5 separate regions of the Mus musculus genome follow, and regions 1, 2, 3 and 4 are each linked to region 5. Evidence: chromatin contacts called from public Hi-C and HiChIP or PLAC-seq data. All regions are on one chromosome and are shown on one strand. Each heading gives the region's core, a stretch centred on a gene start, on an enhancer-like site or on the middle of the called end of the contact. The rest is flanking DNA. Distances are from core to core; before and after follow the strand shown. Region 1 overlaps Gm26691 (a long non-coding RNA gene). Region 2 overlaps Gm26691 (a long non-coding RNA gene). Region 3 has its middle 33 kb from the start of 4930539C22Rik. Region 4 overlaps Gm26691 (a long non-coding RNA gene). Region 5 holds the start of Cxxc4 (CXXC finger 4).

Region 1 (2,792 bases), core at 139-2,638, 240 kb before region 5:
GTGGGATGTTGGCTCACATTCAGGAAATTGTGTTTTAAGTGTGGCCTGGATGACTTGAACTGAGAACTTGTTTCACTTAATCCCGAGGGAGTCAAGGTACAGCTAAGATCCAGGAAATCGAGATTCTAATTTTTTCCTTTAACTATAGAAATATGAAGTATGTGTGTCCCTTTATTAGACCATTAGAATGGTCCCAATGTCAAGCTCCTCATCAATTACAAGTTACAAATTTGTTTTATTTTGCCATGAAGGCCTTTAATATTTTCCCCACATTTACTTTTTCTTTGTGAGGACATAAAACTGAGGATTAATTTTGAATTAATTGGAATGTACTCAATGCTCTTAGTAGAAGTGTCTGCATTTTCCATTTGTCCTATAACATCCACTTTTGTTTTTTCACTAACTGTAAAGAGCTCTACTCTTCTCCTTTTATATTTGAAAGCACTTTATAGCCTACATTTTTGAATTTGTTATTGCGTCTGATTTTTACCGTATCCAATGAAGCAAAGCTTGGGAGACTTCACTCTCTACTGTGAATGCAGAGACGTGAATATGACATTTTGCCTTGAGAGAGGGTTTATGTTGATTTATTGCACAGTCTGCTGGTGTGAACATAGCTGGGGCTGTCTCCTTTATTCTTATATCCTATCTTCAAATGACTTTCCAGACATTTAAATAATAGGAAAATTTATCAGATGTTCCTCAATTTTTAAGGAGTAGGTAGAAGATGAAGAATACAAAAAAAACTTTATTTAGGATGAAATTAGGTAAACTCCATGTTTTGATCACTTTTGTGCATTACCATCTGTTTCCTTTCTAAGTTTTAGATTATGCAAAGTAGATCCAAGTTTATTTCCCTTCAAAATGATCTATTACGCAGCTTCTGTCTTTTGGGGATTTTCAGTGATTTTTATGTGACTATCATCAGAAAAACTTGACTATTTCTACAATCTTTGACCTGTCTCTTTAAGATGTGCAACAAGGATGAGGAGCAAAGAATCTGCAATATTCTTTATAATTTCATGGGGTCTTCTGAGGAAATGTGCCAATTTTATGGCGACTCGTAGGGAAAAATTTTGATTTCATGTGGATTCGAGTGAAAAGGTAAATTTCATGGGATTTCTAAAAATGGCTGGATTTCTCAGGATCCATGAAATCCATGACAGCCATAGAGAAAATGGGCTGCTCCTGTCATGGAGTAAATTTCAGTGCAGTTTGGCCAAAAAGTTTATTTCTTATACATCTGCTATGATGTGCCCTGCACACTTTGTATCTCTGTAGACCATTTACTCTCTTACTGATGTCTGAGAGTGCCAGATGGTACTTTGTATACATACCAACAAACGAAAACACATGTGGGTGGGGTTGTGAATCACTATGTCTATGTATGATATGATCACTAGCAGGTCATGACTCACCTGGGTGGGTGGTATGTTGGGGTCAAGGCCAGTGTGGTAGAACCTGGAGTTGTGACATTGCCAATTAGGGAATGAAAGGTTGCCATATTCATAGTCATGGTCATCACAGAAGACAGTTTCCTAGGGTGTGAGGAGATCTTAGACACAGTTGTGATTCTCTTACACAGCATTTCTCAACCTGTGGGTTACGACTACAGGAAAACACACATAAATATTTCACGGTCTTTGGAACTGAGACACACTTAGCAGCAAAATTACAGTTATAAAGTGGCAAAGAAAGTAGACTTATGCTTGGGGGTTCCTAAGACCATTGGAAACATGTGTTTTCCTATAGTTGCAACCCACAGGTTGAGAACCGCTGCTCTACCACGCTGTAAGGTGTACACGTCTGTATCATAGTGCCTGTGAGAAGCTGCTAAGAGGTGAAGCTCAAAACAGTTGACCTAAATTGTCAGAAATCAGAATTTTGGAATCTGCCTTTGTTCTTTAACTCTCAAATAAATGCCATGCCCTCACACTTCCAACTGGAGAAGCAAGGCTTGTTCAAATACATTTTTCTTCCCAAATTATCTGCTCTAATGTCTCATATGACCTCAGAATCCTTCACACTTATAACCTCTTTCTATAGAAAACAGGCAAATGACCATTGGCTGGTCCTGTGCTTGGAGCTGAGCTGAGTTGTAGGGAAGAAGGATGCTGCAGCACATGTGGATATTTATCTCCGTGGAACCACTGTGAACACAGCAGCTACAGCAACTAGTACAGCTGTGTTTGTGGTGACCATCAGTGCTTCCATCACATGCTTTTCCCACCCAGAGGTTAAACAGTATAATTTAAGTCACTTTACGTGATACCTGTATTTAGGAGTCATCCAGCCACAGCAAAGGCAAAACTTCATTGGTCTTAACATGTAAGCCAATGTCAGATTTCTTTGTGAACAAAGCTAATCTGCAGACAGACTGAGATGCCCATGGACATGAGAAGTAGTGTGGATGTAGGAGCAATATCCCTCATCCTTTGCCACCATTGTAAGGTTTCTAGCATTGCTAGACTCCTGCCTACTGAATGAGCAGAGCGGTTCCTCATCATTGTAATGACCACATTTTCTCAGGTTTTCAAAATGTCTTCAAGGTTAGAACACACAGATCTCTGATAACCATTTATATTGCCTTCCTGGACCATACCATATGCAGACATTTCTAAAATGGAAATATTCTACTGCCTCAAGGCTTCCTGGATTTCCCTATTCCTTTCAGGGTAACATCAAATCACTAACACATGGAACCTCTCTGGTCTTGGTCACTAGCATATCTCTGGTCTTGTCATCTAAGCTTTGGGCATATCGGTCTTTTTAAGCACTTCAATGCTTCATGA
Region 2 (2,700 bases), core at 81-2,580, 190 kb before region 5:
AAATGCCATCCCGAAAGTTCCCTATACCTTCCCCTGCCCTGCTTCCCTACCCACCTACTCCCACTTCTTGGCCCTAGCTTTCCCCTGTACTGGGGCATAAAAAGTTTGCAATACCAAGGAGACTCTCTTCTCAGTTATGGCCAACTAGGCCATTCTTCTGCTACATATGCAGCTAGAGACATGAGCTCTGGGAGTACTGGTTAGTTCATATTGTTGTTCCACCTATAGGGTTGCAGACCCCTTCAGCTCCTTGTGTGCTTCCTCTAGCTTCTCCATTGGGGGCCCTGTGTTCAATCTTTAGATGACTGTGAGCATCCACTTCTGTATTTGCCAGGCACTGGTATAGCCTCATACAAGACAGCAATACCAGGGTCCCTTCAGCAAAATCTTGCTGGCATATGCAATAGTGTCTGGGTTTGGTGGCTGATTATGGGATGGATCCCCAGGTGGGGTAGTCTCTGGATGGTCCATCCTTTCATCTTAGCATACGGGAACCTTTTTAAGGAAGGATAAAGAAGCAAGTATCTCTGACTCTGCTTCTACAATGCATATTGGTTTTCACTTTACGCAACATACACATACAATCATCCCTCATGGCAACTGTTCGGATGGCCTCCCATCTAGCATCTCTTGTCTGTTGGCATAAATTATCAAAAGCAAATTCATTTTCTTGCCTACAACCTTCTAGGCAATCTACTTAAATCACTATTTCTATTCTGGCCACATTAGCCAATGTCCTTTTCCAGACACAGGCTAAATATTGACCCATGATTTTGCTGTTGTTCTTGTGTCTGCCACACACTTGGATTTAATAGTCTCCTCCTGCTGACATCTTGCCATTTAACAAAGACCATAGCACTGCCTTTGTAGAAGGGCCTTAGCTTTGCTAGATATTTATTCTACACAGTTTCTCCCTTACTGTTGTAATATTTCTTCCCCCCTCCTCATAGATCTTATTATTCTCAGAAAATACCCATTGTACTTATTTGTTCCTTTTAGGACTTTGCTTTTATACTCATGAGCACAAACTTTCCTTTTAGTCACGACTGTACCTGTGATGCCAAGGACAATGATTGGCCATTGTAGGAGTCAGGAGAGAATCAGGAGAGGGAGGGAGGTTCCTCCTTAGCCTATTGTATTAGATGATTCTATGAACTGAAAGATCACCATGACAAAAGCAAAAACAATATTGCTTTTTCCATAAGTGGATGATTATTTAAACTTAAACACTCTATCTGCAGTGCATTTTATTTATATATGATGTCCCCAAGGTTAAAAGCATGAAGCTTGAGTCACCTAGTTTGCATGAATCTTTAACCACATTCTGCTGAGTAATGTGCTAGCTATGAATCACTTTACACATTAATGTTCTAAAATGCTTCATATGAAAATCACAGACTATGCTGCTCCTCACTATTTGGAGACAATTAGACCACATAGAGTGCTAACAACACACAGTGCCTGGCATGTGCTCAGTCTTTGTGTTAGTGATTAGTAATAGTAGTAGCAGCTAATGTTTTTTATATGATTGTGTAGCCATCATTTATTTCATATCAAAATAATCCAATAACTGCATGAATTAAATAATAGTCCAAAATTGGACTATGTTGGTAAAGTTTGTTCTACAAAAATAAATATATGCTATTTTTTCATGCTATTTTCTACTGATTTCATGTTTGTTGCAACAAATAATGAAAATTTTGATTATTTCAAGGGAAAAGAATTGGGAGAGAGACTTGAATAAATTTTTCTTTGAACCCTTATTTAGTTCAGAAAAATTATTCCCAGTACCTCTTTTGAAAATATCAAATTTACAGTTGTGATACGTATATGGATGTAAATATATGAAAACATGATCTTTAACATCCAAACGAAACAAACAAATGATCAGTAATATTATAATTATAATTATTCATCCACTTATCAGAAGAAACAAACTCCCCAGATTTTGTTTGCATTCATTATGGAATTAAGAAGTCTTATAACAGTCATAATTTTGCATATCTGCCAAACATTAACATTTACCTTAAGTAATAATTCACCTCTACTCATATCAATAATTGACACTGGCTTAAGTTTTTAAAACTATTTTGAGAACTAGTCTGTTTCTAAGACCCAAATATCCTTGACAGTTTTTTGTCTTGATTACATGATACCACTTTCTATTTCCTGCTGAAAAACATATTAAAGTATAACATTGATACCTTGTATATCAAGATCATTCCTAGCTATTGTTGAAGAATAGCAAAGTTTAAGCTTTGTAAATACATATTAGTAACAAAATATTTGACTACCTGTAGATTTCTACAACAAACAAAATACTTTATTACAAAGTTCATTGGCTTGCTTCCTAGGTTGAAAAACTCCTTACTGTCAAGGACAGGTGACTCCTCAAATATTCTTTCTTGTATATTGTATTTTTTAGCATGGGCAGTTGGTTTCTTAGCTTGATTTTTTTTCTGATATGGGAGGAAAACAATAGGAAGATCAACCCAACTATTTTCAATGAGAACATAGGGAAATGTGTTCATCAGAATTTCAAGAAGTGTCCTATTAGTCAAATGAAATTATTTTCAGACTGAGTATCTTCCTTATATCCTAATTTCTCTGCCCATTTTCATTGATTAATCTGTAAATGTGGCTACCTTTTGGGTATTTCTAGTGACTGTTGTACAAAAACTGGACATTTCATTAAACATA
Region 3 (2,787 bases), core at 116-2,615, 150 kb after region 5:
GGGCCAAAAAGGGGGAGTGGGTGGGTAGGGGATTGGGGGTGGGTGGGTATGGGGGACTTTTGGTATAGCATTGGAAATGTAAATGAGCTAAATACCTAATAAAAATGGAAAAAAAAAGCACACACACAAAAAAAGATTCTTATCAGTGCTGTTCGGAGAGCTTAATCATTGTCCTTAAAAATAACAGAGGAATATGTGATAATGCCACAAAAGTCCTTGGTTATGCAAATTTGTGTTCTTTCTAAACCCATTTGCTATATTATGTTACATGGTTCATACCACTTTATAAATCACTGTAAGAATAAGAAACCTGACAAGTATGTTTAAGGTCATCCTACCTCCCTTGGTCTCAGCATTACAACCAGTAAGTAGCCAAGTTTGTGAATTTTACTTAGCAAGCATTTTTAGAACAAATGCATCCTGAACCTCGACTTTTATTTTAAGAGTTCATGTTCATATAAAACACTTTGATCATGGTTTTCTCTTTCCCCAGAATCCTTCCTTAGCCTTCCGACCTCCCCACTCATTCAATTTTGTTCTCTCTCTCTCTCTCTCTCTCTCTCTCTCTCTCTCTCTCTCTCTCTCTCTCTCCCCCTCCTTCTCTTTCTCTCCCTCCCTCTTTCCCTCTCCCTCCTGCTCTCCCTTGTCTCAAAACAAAACAAAAACAGTGAGACACAAAAATCAAAACAAATAAATGACTGTCAAGGCAAAAAAAAAAAATCAAACACAACAAAACAACAACAAAAAACCCTAACAACAACAACAACAACAAAAAGAATCAAAGTAAAGAAAAAAAAATAGCATTGTGTGGGCCAGCTACACTGGAGCCTGGAGCCTGCCTTGCAGTTTGGAATTTGGTGGTCAGAGTCTCACTTAACCCACATCACTTAAGCTTTATTTTAAAGTAGATGGGAATTAACAAAGAGACTCACAACTGTAGAGTGAAGAGAACAAGAAAATTTCCTAACTGGGATATGTTAGCCAAGTCCCTCCTCCCAAGGCTCAGGGACCTCTGTGGAAAGCAGGGCAGAAAGATTATAAGAAGCAGAAGTGCTGGATGACTACAAGAAAATTGTCTTCCAGACACATATAAACTCACAGAGGCTATGGCAACGTGCATAAGACCTGCACAAATTCAATGGAGTCCCAGCAGTGAGAGGGAGATACTCACTGTCAAAGGGAAAATCAGTGCCATTGAGCTTATCAACCACAAAACCTTTCATTTAAAAGGAGAATGCACAGATTGCCAATGCCTTGTGAGATGGAGATGCAGTCATACCTTATTCAGACAATACTGCTTAAGAGGATCCTTTTCAGGCTCCTATTCAGCTACTCCGGCTCTCAGACATGGTCCACTGGGACAGGCTATAGCCTGAGCTGGCAGCTGAACTTGGTGGTGTCCACATGGTGCAGAGTTGGCAGGGTTATACAATGCAATGTTGGCAGAGAAATGGAAGCTTGTGCCAAGAGTTCAGAAAAGAAACGTTAATGAGGCCAAGCAATGTGTACTAGGAAAAGATCCCCTTAGAAGCTGATGTGTGAAGCTATGACGATGAAGCTCACATTTCCTTGGAGATCCCAGGATGGTAACAAAGTCAGAAACACTGAATGAATGCCAAGGAGAGCTATAGGTTCATGGTGAAGCTGGCCCATGAGAGAGGCCACACACATTTCACATGGTGGGGCCTCAGAGTTAAGGTTATCAAGCCAAACAGAGATCAGGTGATGTCTTGAGTAACCAAGATACTGGACTTGGAGAAGCAGATTTAACATTTACCTTGCTGTCTTTTGAACTTGGTTTTAGTCATTGTCTTTGTTAGCCTCTGTTTCTCTGTAATTGGAATGGGATTGTTAGTTTTGGAACAATTTATCTTTTTTTTTTCTTTTTAAATTTCACAGGCTTCACAATTAAGGTTGTTTTCTTCTTCTTGTTGTTTTGTTGCTTTTTTAATCAAAGAAAATACTTTGGATTTCGATTTGGAATGTTGGAAACATTCAAGAGGTAGGAATTCTGTAAGTTGGAATGAGTGAATATTCTATTAGACACACATGAACCTATGAGGGAGGAAAGTGGTATGGTTTGGGTACAGAAGTCCTTCAGCAACTCACATTGAACTCTTGGACTCTAGGTATAGTACTATTTTGGGAAGTTCTAAAACTTTAGGATAATGGTCTGTCTGGTTGATGGGCTTCTGTTATGGCAGGCTCATAGGCTGCCCTCTTACAGGCTAGCTCTCTTTTTCCTTGCCTGCTCACATCTAACAAGCTGAGTTTCAAGCTCTCACAATCATAGACAGTGCCTACATACTCCTAACATGTCAGAATGGATCCCTTTAAACCATGAGTCTAATTAACTTCTCTGTTAAAACAGAAAAGTTCTATGTTGGAAGAGGAAGTGGATGAGGATTAGGAGGAAGAGAAAGAAAGAAAGAAAGAAAGAAAGAAAGAAAGAAAGAAAGAAAGAAAGAAAGAAAGAAAGAAAGGGAAAGGAAAGGAAAGGAAAGGAAAGGAAAGGAAAGGAAAGGAAAGGAAAGGAAAGGAAAGGAAAGGAAAGGAAAGGAAAGGAAAGGAAAGGAAAGGAAAGGAAAGGAAAAGAAGGAAAGAAGGAAGAAAAGACACTAAGCAGTGAAGTGAAAGAATAAGGGGTTGTCACTAAATAGAAGGTGAAATGAAAGCACATACAGTGTTAGAGTTGGGGCTGGTGAAACCAAAGCCACACATACTGGTAGCACACCAGGCATTGCCAATCATAGTAGAGGTGGAGTAGATCTTATGGATATAAGTGAG
Region 4 (2,771 bases), core at 72-2,571, 130 kb before region 5:
GATGATCAAATTCAGCATGAGTTAGACAGGACACTGTGGGAATAAAACTGATATGAGAATTAGTTACTAACAGACGAAGGGTCCCAGAAACTGCAGGAGTCCAGAGAAGAAAGGCAGCCCAAACCAGAGTCAATTACTGTATGCTGTGCAAATTTAAATGTTGGCATCATGATGGTCAAATAGGAATTCAAAGATGGTGCCACCAAGTCAGGTAGGTAATAGTAATAGGACAAAGACATGGCTCCTGATTGCTTCTCTGGTTGGTCTTGCTTCATCTTTCAAAAACCCTGTATCACATACTAGATCTTTACTGTAGCTGTACGGGAGCCCAAGGAACCAAAGTCCAGACAGATGGCAGAAACCAACCAAGGAATTTCTAAGAAGTAACTGGTGACAAAACTAAGTCCCAACAGCTAATCCACAGCTGCAAGCTGACATTAAAATATAAATTTTAAAAGTACCTTTATTTCTAGCTAAAGAAACATGTCTTAATAGTTTATAATATTAGTTGTATAATTATTCTATATTAATTTTCTTGTCCCACTCAAATGAGCAGGATGTACACTTTCTAACTAATGTAGCAGTGACTGTATCTTTAGGTTCATCTGTGAATCCAGTTCTATTTATATCTAAATATATCGCCTGCCTTTGGGGGTTATATTAAGAGTTAAGTTGCCAGAGTAGATTTATTGGCAATGATCATATCTGACTTCAAAGTTTTGCTCTCTGAGCTGGCCACCCCCTGTGCCTGCTTATCAAGAGGAATCAAGGTTGTTTGTAAAAGAGCAATTCAAAGAGTAGCAAAGTTCAAGTTCACAGCTGCCATGGACTTCTACTAAAAGCATCTTCACTCTTCTTCCTGGATTGATGGCAGAGGCTGGGGGTGGGGTGGGCTGTTGGTGCTTGGCCTATGGAATTCATCAGCATTAAAATATTGGCATAGGAATATAATACACCTAGACTACTAGCATTCACGGGGACCTTTTTATGTGTCACAGTTTAATTCAATGAACAAAGAGATGGTTTTAAACTGGGTCTTTGTCAGTGGTTACTTCATGTGGGAACATACATTTCCCAGCCCCATCTGTATCCTAACTCCCTGTTGACAGAGGCAAGAGTTGCCTCATTTGTAAACAGTTGAGTCTCGGTTGATCAAAGCCAATGGTTTCTTGTCATACTCTGAGCTGTGCTTAGAAAAGGCAGAGTGACATCGAGTAATTAAACATAAAAAAGGCCATCTTGTGGTCAGGTAACTGTGGTTAATGGGTGGGAAAATCAGGTTGCCAAGCAGGTGCTGCCCATTTTTTATAGGACCTCCTAGAGTTAATGAGGCTGTTATTAGGGCCAGCAGCAGGCACCAGACTACTTACTGACACGTCTCACATAGCCCTTGCATGACTCAGTCACCAGTGACAATGTTGTACAAGTTATTGTTTTCTCAGCAACTGAGAAATTGAATGTGTCTTTAGAGTTAACCACTAAGGGAGTCACAGCAGTTCTACATGTTTATACATATAACACCATACTTGGTTGCAACTGGCAACTTTGGGGATTTAGAATGCCCTGACTAAACTGTAGCAATGGAGAAGCTTGCACCTTTCCTGCTTTCTCATCACTCTCCCCTCACTGCACACTCAATTTAGCAAATGATGCCATTCAAAGCAAAGAACAGGCTGGCAATAGATGGGGAGGGGAGGTTTATTTAGGGGATGTTAGGTGTGAGCTGGTGAGGAAATGGTTTCCAGTATCTCATCCTCAACTATACAGGAAAGGATTGTCCTTTTATGAAGGTTTCATCCAAATAAATATCAGGCAGAAATCAGAAAAATGGGACACACACTCAAATGAATATTGTTTCAGGAATATCTGGTTTTGACTTGGAAACCCCTCACTCTCCCTCAGGCGTTCAGAACCTACAGTATCTGCTGTTACCCATCATCCTACCATGTACTCCACATCTCTTGCTGGTCTCTTCCTGCTCAGCTCATGAGCTCACCTTCACTTTTCTAAGAAGTTTCATCTTGGGACTCTACTTCAGCTTGCTCTTGCTGATGACAAGGGGTGAGGCTTCATGGCCTCATCTCTCACGCACAATGAAGTATGAGCGGTCCAATCTTGTGCAGGTCTTGGGCAGGTAACTACAGCTACGGTGAATGTAAGAGTCAAAAGTTGTATCATGCAAATAATATATTGTTTCGCAGTATTCTTCCCCCAAAACAGGCTCTTATGTTCATTCTTCCTCCTCTCCCACAGCGGTTCCTGAGCCTTGGAGGGTGTGATATAAATGCCCCATTTAGGGTCAAACTTCTGAAGTCATTTATTCTCTGTGCTTTCATCAAGTTTGAACCTCTGCATTAACCACTGCTTTCTGAGAAGAAGAAGAAGAAGAAGAAGAAGAAGAAGAAGAAGAAGAAGAAGAAGAAGAAGAAGAAGAAGAAGAAGAAGAAGAAGAAGAAGAAGAAGGAGGAGGAGGAGGAGGAGGAGGAGGAGGAGGAGGAGGAGGAGGAGGAGGAGGAGGAGGAGGAGCAGGAGGAGCAGGAGGAGCAGGAGGAGCAGGAGGAGCAGGAGGAGCAGGAGGAGCAGGAGGAGCAGGAGGAGCAGGAGGAGGAGGAAGAGCTTATTGATGAAGGTTGAAAGGTTGATAACAGGACCAAGCTATGTCCTGCTTGGACATACATATACATCAAAAACATTTAAAAGAAAATTTGGCAATGTGTTTATCTAGTAAGACAATAGAAGTACATTCCCTCCTGGGGTCTCTGACTTCCCCA
Region 5 (2,700 bases), core at 119-2,618:
GTCTAGAACCCCAGCACTGGGGAGTCTGAGCCAGGATGACTGCCAAGAAGGGAACCAGGCTAGCCTGAGCTGTATAGCAAATTCTAGAAATTCCTGGGATACAGTGTGAGATCCCTTCTCAAAATCCCTTCCAAGTGGGTAGGGGGAAAGGAGAAAGAATCACATTTAAAAGGACTTAAACATTTACATCCTATTTCATGCCTGTTTCTTTCAGTGTGGACAGCATGTGTTTAGTGTATCTCGGTTTCTTTGAGGCAGGAAGGAAGGGGTTAATTCATAGTTGGATTTTATGAGTTTTATTTATATGCGATGTGTGCTAAATACTTATCTTTCAGTTTGAAGTATTTTCCCCAGGTGATGGGAAGTAAAAATGCCCATCACATTAAAATTAGTTAAAAGAGATCATTTAGATATGAAAGTAAAGTTTGGAATTAAAATTAGGGAGGTGGGATAGATATTTGACTCCTTGGAATTACCGGATGAAAGAGTAAAGGGGGAGGGCGAAGCTTTGTAGGGCAGGAAGACCCGGACACAGTGGGAATGGAAGGCGGTGTGGGAGAAGAGAGAAAGGCAGTCACAGACTGAGACCGGTCAAGCATCACATCAAATTTTTTACATTCCGGCATAATAACATTTCAGGGATTCGAACCAGCAGAACACCAGTCCCTTTCCCCCTTACTTTAAAACGATAATGATTCTCTTTTAAAGAGTCTCTCCCGGCCCCGCCAGGAAGATCCTTTAAAAGCACGCGACCGGGATGTGAAACTGAGAGAGTCTTCCTGCAGCACACAGGACCTCCCCTCTGTGTCTGGCACAGCTCTTCCCAGCTCAGCCAGGGAACCCAGACAAGTTTATTTACACACCCCCCCGCCCAGCGTGCACAAACACACCCGCAGAGAGCGAGGGCGCGAGGGGCGGGAACGCCCTCTCTTCCATCCCTTCCAAACAATTATCTGCCAGAAGAAAAAAAAAAAAAAAAAAAAAAAAAAAAAAAGCAAATCCTTCGCCGCGCCGGAGGCTGGCGGGGTGGCGGGCGAGCCGGGAAACGTGGCCGCGCCGGCGAGCTGGGGATTTGTGAAAAGGAGCGCTGGCCCGCGTGCGCCTCTTGTTCCCCGTGTAATTTGCAGCCAATCATCGGGAGGTGTCCGCGCCCTGCGTCCTGCTCACCTCGGCCCGCCCCCGCCCCCGGCTCCGCACCGCCTCCCTCGCCTTTCTCCGCGCTCCCCTCCCCCAGCCACCGCACACACGCACACACACAAACAGAGCGAGGGGGGGGGGGGTGAGAAAGAGAGAGAGAGAGAGAGAGAGAGAGAGCGAGAGAGCGAGAGAGAGAGAGACTCCCCGGCTCCCTCCCTCCCTCCCTCGCACACAGCGACTGGAGACGGACCGGGAGCAACGCGCCGGGAAGAGCAGAGACCACCGACAACAGCCCCGCGCTCTCCCACACACGCTCACACTCGGCGCTTTCCTCTCCACCCCCACCTCCTCCTCCTTCCACCCCCTCCACTAACACCATCTCCTCCTCCTCTCTACAACAAGAAAAAAAAAAGCCATTTACAGGTATTTTTTTTTCATCCGCATATTTATTTACCCCACCCCCCCATTCCCAACAGTTTGTTTACAAGTATTAAAGTTGTAATTGGGAGCTGCCAAGACACATCTGGATTTGTGTTTCTTTGTGTTAGGGGGTGATGTGCAACTAATTAAAGGCAGACTGGCAGCGTCTGTAAATTCTAAGGCTCCCCAAATAAAAAGAGACTGGTAAGTGATTGTTCTTTCTCTTCCTCTGGCTTCCCCGCTTCTCTTTCTCTCTTAAATGTTTGCTGTCCGGTGGGATTGTAAAAGTAGATTAATGCTGGTCTCCAGCAATAAAAACCGTGACTGTATTAATTAATTAATTAATCTGCACCGGCCCCTCCTCCTGAATGTTAAATATGACCTTTGATCTCCATGTCTCTGGTAGATCAGACATACAGTATTAGGCATGTACAGTCACATTGTTCAGAGGCAAAGCAGGATCATGAAGTATGGATGTTTATTTTAGCTTTGGTGTTAGAACTATAGTTATTGGTGTGTGCTTTATTTTGTTGCTAAATAAAAGCCAAACAATAGCTGTGGCTTAGGTACCTTTTTTTCATGCTCCAGGGATGCATTGATTAAACAATAATGACCTGGATGCTGGGCACAATCCTTTTCTACAGTTTCTGGTGGTATTGAACCTAGAGGAGGGAAGGGGGGGGGAGGTAGTAGCAATTGGAGAAGCAAGGACAGCTTGTTTGGAAACACCATGCTAAGACTCTGAAAGGGGGATATTAGATCCCTTCTTTATTTGGAACAAGGTCAAAAGACTAAAATGTTAGTGTCCCCTCCCCTCAGTGGGATGATGCCCATTGCATGGTTGGCGGAACTAGTTTCTAGTGACTAGCAGTTATTATGATCTTGCATCTTCAATGTAATTCACAGAAACGGAAGCTGTATGTGTATTCTTACTGTGTCTTTCCCCCCAGACCCTAGCAAGTGTCAGGAATATTTAGCCAGGAGGATTTGGGGGGCACCTTTGTATTGTCATCAGGCCTCAGAAGGGAGCAGTTTTCCCTAATGTGAAACCACAGAGGTGGTGCCTGAGTGATTAGGGACTTGCTGTGATTGAAGGATGCCTGCCAGTTTCTAATCCAGCCGGAGGGAGGTTCCTTATCTTGC

Evidence for each region. HiChIP or PLAC-seq counts read pairs in DNA pulled down with a chosen protein or histone mark. A called contact is a pair of places that touch in the nucleus more often than the background predicts.
Region 1: a contact with region 5 is called in a CTCF HiChIP or PLAC-seq map of the NIH/3T3 cell line, with 8 read pairs. The contact joins the enhancer-like site here to the promoter of Cxxc4 in region 5. A contact is called at or near these places in 2 of 39 promoter capture datasets (both in the 3T3-L1 cell line), 1 of 15 datasets of contacts at CTCF or cohesin (the NIH/3T3 cell line), 1 of 484 Hi-C or Micro-C datasets (nephron progenitors), 1 of 115 datasets of contacts at active chromatin or transcription factors (SST interneurons) and 1 of 9 other capture datasets (pancreatic islet).
Region 2: a Hi-C map of adipose-derived mesenchymal stem cells shows a contact between it and region 5, with 2.7 times the contacts expected there. The contact joins the enhancer-like site here to the promoter of Cxxc4 in region 5. A contact is called at or near these places in 2 of 39 promoter capture datasets (both in the 3T3-L1 cell line), 3 of 484 Hi-C or Micro-C datasets (adipose-derived mesenchymal stem cells, embryonic fibroblasts and muscle stem cells) and 1 of 9 other capture datasets (adipose tissue).
Region 3: a contact with region 5 is called in an H3K4me3 HiChIP or PLAC-seq map of neural progenitor cells, with 2.6 times the contacts expected there. The contact joins the enhancer-like site here to the promoter of Cxxc4 in region 5. A contact is called at or near these places in 1 of 39 promoter capture datasets (the 3T3-L1 cell line), 4 of 115 datasets of contacts at active chromatin or transcription factors (astrocytes, embryonic midbrain and neural progenitor cells) and 1 of 9 other capture datasets (pancreatic islet).
Region 4: a contact with region 5 is called in a Hi-C map of the N1E-115 cell line, with 6 times the contacts expected there. The contact joins the enhancer-like site here to the promoter of Cxxc4 in region 5. A contact is called at or near these places in 2 of 39 promoter capture datasets (both in the 3T3-L1 cell line), 5 of 484 Hi-C or Micro-C datasets (the N1E-115 cell line, embryonic fibroblasts, nephron progenitors and 2 more), 1 of 115 datasets of contacts at active chromatin or transcription factors (pancreatic cancer cells) and 3 of 9 other capture datasets (adipose tissue, liver and pancreatic islet).

What each region holds. Positions count from the first base shown.
Region 1 is chr3:133,994,448-133,997,239 of GRCm38.p6, forward strand. The region is part of intron 2 of Gm26691 (a long non-coding RNA gene); the gene reads right to left. Among named protein-coding and RNA genes, the nearest start is that of Gm26691, 150 kb to the right of the region's middle. Within about 2 kb of position 1,389, at least 4 of the 459 cell types and tissues checked have an H3K27ac peak or open chromatin away from gene starts, as enhancers often do. A contact at or near this core is called in the NIH/3T3 cell line, where this site is marked.
Region 2 is chr3:134,049,506-134,052,205 of GRCm38.p6, forward strand. All of the region lies in intron 2 of Gm26691 (a long non-coding RNA gene), which reads right to left. Among named protein-coding and RNA genes, the nearest start is that of Gm26691, 98 kb to the right of the region's middle. Within about 2 kb of position 1,331, at least 13 of the 459 cell types and tissues checked have an H3K27ac peak or open chromatin away from gene starts, as enhancers often do. A contact at or near this core is called in adipose-derived mesenchymal stem cells, where this site is marked.
Region 3 is chr3:134,389,731-134,392,517 of GRCm38.p6, forward strand. No RefSeq gene overlaps it. Among named protein-coding and RNA genes, the nearest start is that of 4930539C22Rik, 33 kb to the right of the region's middle. Within about 2 kb of position 1,366, at least 25 of the 459 cell types and tissues checked have an H3K27ac peak or open chromatin away from gene starts, as enhancers often do. A contact at or near this core is called in neural progenitor cells, where this site is marked.
Region 4 is chr3:134,104,505-134,107,275 of GRCm38.p6, forward strand. The region is part of intron 1 of Gm26691 (a long non-coding RNA gene); the gene reads right to left. Among named protein-coding and RNA genes, the nearest start is that of Gm26691, 43 kb to the right of the region's middle. Within about 2 kb of position 1,322, at least 5 of the 459 cell types and tissues checked have an H3K27ac peak or open chromatin away from gene starts, as enhancers often do. A contact at or near this core is called in the N1E-115 cell line and pancreatic islet, where this site is marked.
Region 5 is chr3:134,235,127-134,237,826 of GRCm38.p6, forward strand. It overlaps Cxxc4 (CXXC finger 4), which reads left to right and starts at 1,369. Exons shown (of 4, transcript NM_001004367.4): 1 at 1,369-1,560; 2 at 1,686-1,761.